Regions from separate parts of the Mus musculus genome. Here region 2 is linked to region 1. A link is a contact called in public promoter capture Hi-C data. All regions are on one chromosome and are shown on one strand. Each heading gives the region's core, a stretch centred on a gene start, on an enhancer-like site or on the middle of the called end of the contact. The rest is flanking DNA. Distances are from core to core; before and after follow the strand shown.

Evidence for each region. Promoter capture Hi-C pulls out the DNA fragments that hold promoters and counts their contacts.
Region 2: a promoter capture Hi-C map of stem cell-derived epiblast-like cells shows a contact between it and region 1, with 2.6 times the contacts expected there. The contact joins the enhancer-like site here to the promoter of Cacna2d1 in region 1. A contact is called at or near these places in 7 of 39 promoter capture datasets (the 3T3-L1 cell line, 3T3-L1-derived adipocytes, the HPC-7 cell line and 3 more) and 2 of 115 datasets of contacts at active chromatin or transcription factors (forebrain and stem cell-derived neural progenitor cells).

Annotation. Positions count from the first base shown.
Region 1 is chr5:15,933,166-15,936,724 of GRCm38.p6, forward strand. It overlaps Cacna2d1 (calcium channel, voltage-dependent, alpha2/delta subunit 1), which reads left to right and starts at 1,526. Exons shown (of 39, transcript NM_001110844.1): 1 at 1,526-1,943. The coding sequence starts at 1,849. Gm3510 (a long non-coding RNA gene) reads right to left here and starts at 1,098. Exons shown (of 2, transcript XR_003955870.1): 1 at 1-1,098.
Region 2 is chr5:17,745,486-17,749,044 of GRCm38.p6, forward strand. No RefSeq gene overlaps it. Among named protein-coding and RNA genes, the nearest start is that of Cd36, 89 kb to the right of the region's middle. Within about 2 kb of position 1,771, at least 36 of the 459 cell types and tissues checked have an H3K27ac peak or open chromatin away from gene starts, as enhancers often do. A contact at or near this core is called in stem cell-derived epiblast-like cells, where this site is marked.

The DNA of each region.
Region 1 (3,559 bases), core at 276-2,775:
AAACTAAGTTAAGTCGCTCTGGGGTGCCTTTGTGAGGCCACTCAGAGTAGGAAGAAGGAAACAAAGGGCATGATAGAGATGCAGAGGGCATGAAGAAAACAAATAAGTCGTGAAAAGGGAGAGATAAGGGGGACGGGAAAGCTAACCTACCTGGCCAAACATCATAAAATCACAAATACATTTGTGAGCTGGTCGGCAATCACTCCCATCATCACCATCTCTTTGTCTGATCAATTCCGAATGAGTAGAGGTCTATCTACCCGTCTATAAAAGGGGCGATTAACAATCTTCTATAAAAGGGGTTAATAATCTTACAGCCACAACATCATTACAGACTCTTCGCCTTAGTGTGAGGGTCTTTTTTCTTATCAGGAACTGTATTCTCTGACTTCATGTCAAAGTGTTTTCATATCCTTCTGCAAGCAGCTTAAGAATTTGGGCTGTTCCATGAAGCCTTTCTAGCAGCGGCCCACCAAGTCTGTCCTCGAAAGTGGCCTGAGCCAGGCAGGGAAGGTATAAATGAAGACCGATGGTTTTGTTTTGTTTTGTTTTGCTCTTTCTAGAAGGCCCTAGATAGCCTTGCTTCTCCCCAGAGTGGAGGTAAAACCAGCCCTTCCTCCACATTTCAGATGCAATTTGCAGAGGGCCACCTGTTTCTGATGTTAACCTCCGCTCTGTGTTCACACTGAGAAAGTGAATTCAGCAGGCAACAAGCTTGTTCACAAAGCAGTCCAGTGGTCAGGACGGGAAAATTTTCAACCAGTTGGAAGGTTGCTTGCTAAGATGTTGCCAAAGCCCCTTGCAACACTAACCACCCTCTAGCCTTGCTTCTTATGGACGAGTAGGAAAGACATCTTACAGCATCTGCTAGCTTGTTCTGCAATGATTCCCAGAGTCCGCCCCTTGAGGATCTGCCCCCGCCAGGTAAACCAAGTCTACTTGTACGTGGGTGTAGGGCCGCTGGCACCATTAGTTAGAGCCCTGTCAAAGGCCCTAACCCCCTGGCACACCATGAAAACCAGTGCCACCTGGTTGAGTCCACAGCGGCGTTTTCTAAAGCACCACAAACCCCTCCTAGATTTGTTGTTAAATCACTTCATGATTCTTAGGCAGGCAGCGGATTCTACGCCTGGGAGAAGGGCTTGGGGGCCCCTGCCAGATTGTGCAAAAAATAACCCGGAGGAGGCGAGCAAAGTGCTCGGCAGGAGCCTGCGCGAGCGGTAGATACGCGCGGCCGGCCGGTGGTCCCTCGGGGAGCACCTACGGGCTCCGTCCGCTCGGCCTCCGCACGCCCCGCGGCGGGAGCAGGCGACGGCGACTTTGGGAGTTCCTCCCTGCCTTGTACGGAGGGCTGCGCCCGGGCCGTCCCCGCCCGGCTCTGACGCCCGGCCCTCCCGCTGCCCACCCACAGCCGCCTCCCCGAGACCCGCCCGGGGAAGGCAGCCGGAGCCCCGCTCCGGCCACCCCCATCCCCGCAGCCGCCGCGTCCCCGCGCCGCCCCCTCCGCCCCCGCCCCGCCCCCGCCCTCTCCTCGGCGACCGCGGATAAATCAGGGAGGCGAGCGCTGGGAGCCAGAGCGCGCGGGCGCCGGCGGGCTGGCCGAGCTCTGTTTCCACAGTCGCCCTTGATGGCGGCGCAGGCGAGGCAGCCGTGGCACGGAGCGGCAGCCACGCGCTAGAGAGTCCGCCCGGCCCCGCCCGGCCCGCCCGGCCGCCCGCCCGTGCCCAGCCCGCTTCTCCCCGCGCGCTCTCCCGCAGACGTCGGCGCCCCGGCTCCGTCCCTCAGCCGCCTCGTGCAGCTCCGCCGCCTCCGGGCCGGCAGGGAGGGCACTGATCTTCGATCGCGAAGATGGCTGCTGGCTGCCTGCTGGCCTTGACTCTGACACTTTTCCAATCTGGGCTGATCGGCCCCTCGAGCGAGGAGCCCTTCCCTTCGCCCGTCACGTAAGTCGGCGGGCCCAGGTTGGGCTGGAGGCGGGGGTCCCCGCTCGATGCCGGGCGGGCTGCCGGTGGGGGGCGGGGAGCGCGGCCGGGAGCCTCGGAGGCTGGGCCGCCCGGTGATGCGCTGCTGGCCGCTGGAGTGAGCTCGGAACCGGCGTGCCGAGCCTCGGCCGGCCGCACCGTCCCAGGGAACGTCCGCTAGCCGTCGGCGGCGTCTCAGCCTGGTCTCCGAGGATGCTGCAAGCTGAAGACTGTAGCCGGACTTGGGGAAAAACTTTGTGAGCATACCCAGCTCCCACCAAACCCAGCCAGATGAAAAAGTTGGGTTTCCGTTAGGTATTTCAGAGTTAATTTCAGGCTGACCCCGGTAGCTTGCGCTTCTCCTGTACTTGGCCTCTAGGATGCTAATTGCTGTGCTGTCCAAACTCATTTAGATCCCAAATTACTAGGAGCGCCTGACAGCTTCCCTGGTTTGTAGCCAGCTCGCTCCCGGCAGCTAAGCGAGCTGTCCACCCCAGTGCTCACAGGTACAAGGGCCACCCAAGCCAACCTACCCAACCCTTTATTTGAAACATCTAAGTGCCGACAGACACGCGGTTCCTGTTCTTAGAATGAATAGAACCCCTATTCTTTGAGGGTGGGACTGTTTCCCCAGTCTCCAGCAATTTTCCCTTATTTTTAACATTTCTAAAATAACTTTCAAAAAGAGAAAGAGAGAAAGAAACCGTTGCTATTCTAGAAATAGAGTGTTGAAAGGTAGCTGTAGTCACACGGCAGGAAGGGATGCAGTGCAACCATTCTTCGCTCTCTCGGGTGCAAGAAGGAATCAGAGTCAGTGGCACATATACGTATTTTTAAATGCGCTGAATAGCTTATCTGGCATTCTGGGAAAGCATTTATTTTGGTTCTTGAAGGTACTTTAAAGCTGTTCAGAGTAGGTAGTCTTAAGTGGGTGAGTCACTTTAATGCATTTTACATAACAAAAACAAAGCCCAAGGTAGCCTTCCCGGCTTTTATGCTGCAGGGAATCACTTGCTGTCCTTTGTTGGCAGTGAGCTGAATCCTGGAGTTTTGGGGTACACTAGAAGTGCATCCGTACTAGCTGGAACCCGACAGCTATTATTTAAGATTTGGCCTAGAGCATTTATCACCTTAGTTGTCAGTGCAAGCATCTAGAGATGCATATTCCAGCCAGGAGAAAGGGGGTGTCTAATATTTATGGCATTGATTTACAGTAATGTTCTCTTTAGATAATCTTCCATAAAAATGATTGCATATCCTTTCTGTTATGAAGCAAAAGGGTAAAAGCCATCTGTGGAGCTTCGTTTAATTGGCAGAACGTTCCAACTGTTTAATTTTAAACATGAGAAATCTAAGAATTCCCTTTAAGATGCTACAAAATCACCCAGTCTTATTAAGAAATCGTACTTTCACTTATTTATAGTTTAGTGCTTTTGAAGCTCGGCCTATTACATAAGAACTCGGGTGCCTCTCATGCATTTTGAGTCAAATAAGTTGTGGCACATAAATGTGTACACATTTTTGGTGTTGTTTTAAATTGATTTGCCAATATTGCTACTAGTTGGGAAGGATTCTTCCTTCCACAAAACACAAACAAA
Region 2 (3,559 bases), core at 521-3,020, 1.8 Mb after region 1:
TGACTGCCAAAATCTAAAGCTTTCTCTATAACCCCTTTTTTTCTGCCTAGTCTTCCTTGAAATGTTTTTTTTAATCAAATAGAATGAAGAAGGCAGGAAAGAAGGGGAAAAACAAGTGAGAAGAAAATATTCATAATCACCAAATTACCTTCAACCTACTAAAGAATAGAGAATAGCAAGAGAATTTGTCTTGTTCACTCTTAAGACATGTCAAAAGTAGACAGATGCTGCAGATGAATTGATGGCCTGCTATGGACTACTCAGTGTCTGCACTCACTGTTAGAGAAGCTTTTTGGATGCTGAGGCTCAGGACAAGTCCTTAACAAGACCTTGTGGAACTTTGCTTAGTGATGAGACAGGTGATGCTTTCCTATTCGTGCTTAGAGAAGTAAATGTACTGACAAACACAGCACAACCCTTCCCAAAGAACCCTAGTATACAGGTGTGTGTGTGTGTCTGTGTGTGTGTGTCTGTATCTATATCTGTATGTTTGTGTGTGTGGGGGGGGAGGTGTTATTGACTTTCTTTCTAAATATGCTCACTTCATCTATAACATATACCACCATTCAGATGGCTGTAAAGATGATCCATCTCATTCCCTGAAAGTCTCTAACAAAATTTGTGATACCTCCCATTTAGGTGAAGGGGCTTTTATGAAAATTGCCTTAGCTCATCTAATTTCTTTTCTGTTTACACTTTACTAATGTGTGTCTACTTTATTGCGCACATTGTCATGGTCAGCAGCAACTACATTAGGTAATTAAGAGAGTGATGACAGTATGTCATGAGATGCGACTGAATCTGTAGATTCAATCAATAACTACCTGAAAGTGCCAAGCATGGCAGGTCGGCAGGTATAGGGAAGACCACACTATGTCAGGATGGGAACAAATTGATTTATGGCACAACACAATTTTCAGATGTAAGAGAAAAATAGACATTGATTCAGTTGATTCAGAGAAGGAGAAACAATTATATTTGTTTTCCCTAAGTCATGGTTTATCTTCTAAAGATGAGCTCCAAACATTCTTATTTTCTCAGTCTGAAAGAAATAGCCATTTCTGAAGGGCTAATACCACTAAACACACAAATCACTTTATTTGAATCTTTATAGTTCCATTGGCATAAGAGCTGTGCAGCTGTTGTTTGCAAAATTGTCATTTCTTGGGTTAAAAGTTCATCCTACATAAGCAGGCTATGGTCACTGCTAAGGAATCAGATGACCACACCAGAGCTACATTCTATGTAGCTCATATAATTTGTTTTGGATGGCCTTCCTTCCAGATGCTAAAATCTGGTGTATTTGTTAACAGTTGGCTTCAGCCAGATTCACTCTGGAGTTCAGCTACAGCAAACTAATTAAATGGGATCCATCCCAACACATATGTCTCCTCCATGCTGAAAGTGATTTAGACTTTCAATGTCAGAAAGTGACCCTTCCATTGGTTTGTAATCAGCACACAGTAGTGTTTGCAACCCACAGGAAGACCTGAGCTGCATACTTCCCAGATGGCTTTCTCAGACAGAATTCTTTTAGAAAAGAATGAAAGGACACTTCAGTAAATTCCAAAAAGCAATTCATATTTAAGATTCCTTCTTTCCTTCTTCCTCTTTCTTTCTTTCTTTCTTTCTTTCTTTCTTTCTTTCTTTCTTTCTTTCTTTCTTTCTTTCTTTCTCTCTTTCTTTCAGAACACATTCAGAGGCCTGTTCAAGCTCCGTGGGGTGCCTTCGGAGTATGTTTGGAATGTAAACATTTGCTGGAGTTGCCAAGCTGCCACCTGGCTTAGTATGTGACCTTTTATGGAGTTCTCAGTAAAAAGGAATCCTGGTGATCACCAACATGTGGTTTACCCTTTACCAAAAGAAAAATGAGAGAAGTGAATTGAGTGACATGCTCATGTGGATTTGACTTCCCTCAGGCATCCCCACCCTCGTGTGGAGGAGGATCCGTCACAGGTGCAGCTGAGCCACGTGGCACTGGAGTCTGTCTTCCTCTATTGCTTTTGTATCTACCTCTCCTCCTTTTAAACTCTATCTTTCTCTTTCTTCTCTCTGAATTTTCTTTTGTCCTTATTTCTCCAATCTCATTTGTAGCACCATCTGTCAATATTAGCCCTGACGTTTATGAATATAGATGGTTTCCTGGTGGGGGCAGGGGTAATAACAAACAAAAAATGTCTACTGAATACTCATTCCATGTAAAATTTAAAGTATGAGCTTGAACAGGCCTCTGAATGTGTTCTGAAAGAAAGAGAGGAAGAAAGAAAGAAAGAAAGAAAGAAAGAAAGAAAGAAAGAAAGAAAGAAAGAAAGAAAGAAAAAAAGAAAGAAAGAAAGAAAGAAAGAGGAAGAAGGAAAGAAGGAAAAAAAATTGTTACCTACAGACAGTAGAATTCATTGACACTGGTTTTGTTTTGTTTTGTTTTGTTTTATGTGGAAGCATCATATCAGATGATTTTGAATCTTTAATATAAGTAATGTGGCATAAGATGAGCTACTTAAATCAGTTGCTTTCCTATCTTCATCCTTCCTTCTCATTTGATTTATATAATTATCTTATTCATTCATTACTTCCACGATATACATGGGGAAGAAACACACACACACACTCCAGCTGGCATGAAAGTGTACTAAAGAAATAATCTCATTTAAATGATGAAAATTTATTAATCTAATCTTTAATGTTACATATTAAGATTTAGTATAATAGCTACAACCAAATGAATGTTGAAGAAGCTATGAGATAAATTACAAATATGTATTGTAGTCTTCATTTATTATCATAGAGCCATCAGATTAAAAGAAAAAGAAAGCAGGAGAGCAAAAGGCTTCACGAGAAAACATAAATAAACAAACAAACAAACAAAACAGTTAATGCCAGATGGGAGAAATGCGCTATATGAGCTGCTAGTTTGTCTAAATAAAGACTGGCAACCAGGATGACTAAGAAGAAAGCATAAAGTGGAGTGTGATCAGCAGGCATTGGCACAAGGGGAGTGACTCATGCTGATAAAATGGCTGGAAGACACAACAATAGAGCTGACTGAGCATCAGCAAGAATCACCACTCACTAACATGGGTCACAAGATGTGAACCGTCAGCTATGGCAAATGGCATAACACAGTTGGTTTCATTTAACTACAGAGGTATTAAGAGTATAGTGTTAGAAAGCAGGGTCAAAGGAGGCAGACTGGATTAAGCATAGTTTAATTTGCATACACCGCATGTTCCCTCCTCCTAAACCATGGTACCAGCTGACACCTGGGGAGAATTGTAAAGCTTGATTAAAAAGTACGTTGCCTTGAAGTGTAGGTGCTATGGTCCATTTTCTGAAAGAAAGACTGAACTCTTCATAGGATTCATGCTGAGAGACTATAAAGAAGGACTGGTGGCGGGAAGAAGGAGAATACGGTTTCTTGAGAGTGGGAAGGAAGAAAAAGTATTTGTCCCTAAATGCAGACCTCTTGGCTCCTGGGGATATTACAGGCACCTAAAAAGTGACAGACATTTCAGACAAAGATCTTGTTTGATGGAGACTGCTAGTATAAGTCTTCCATCTT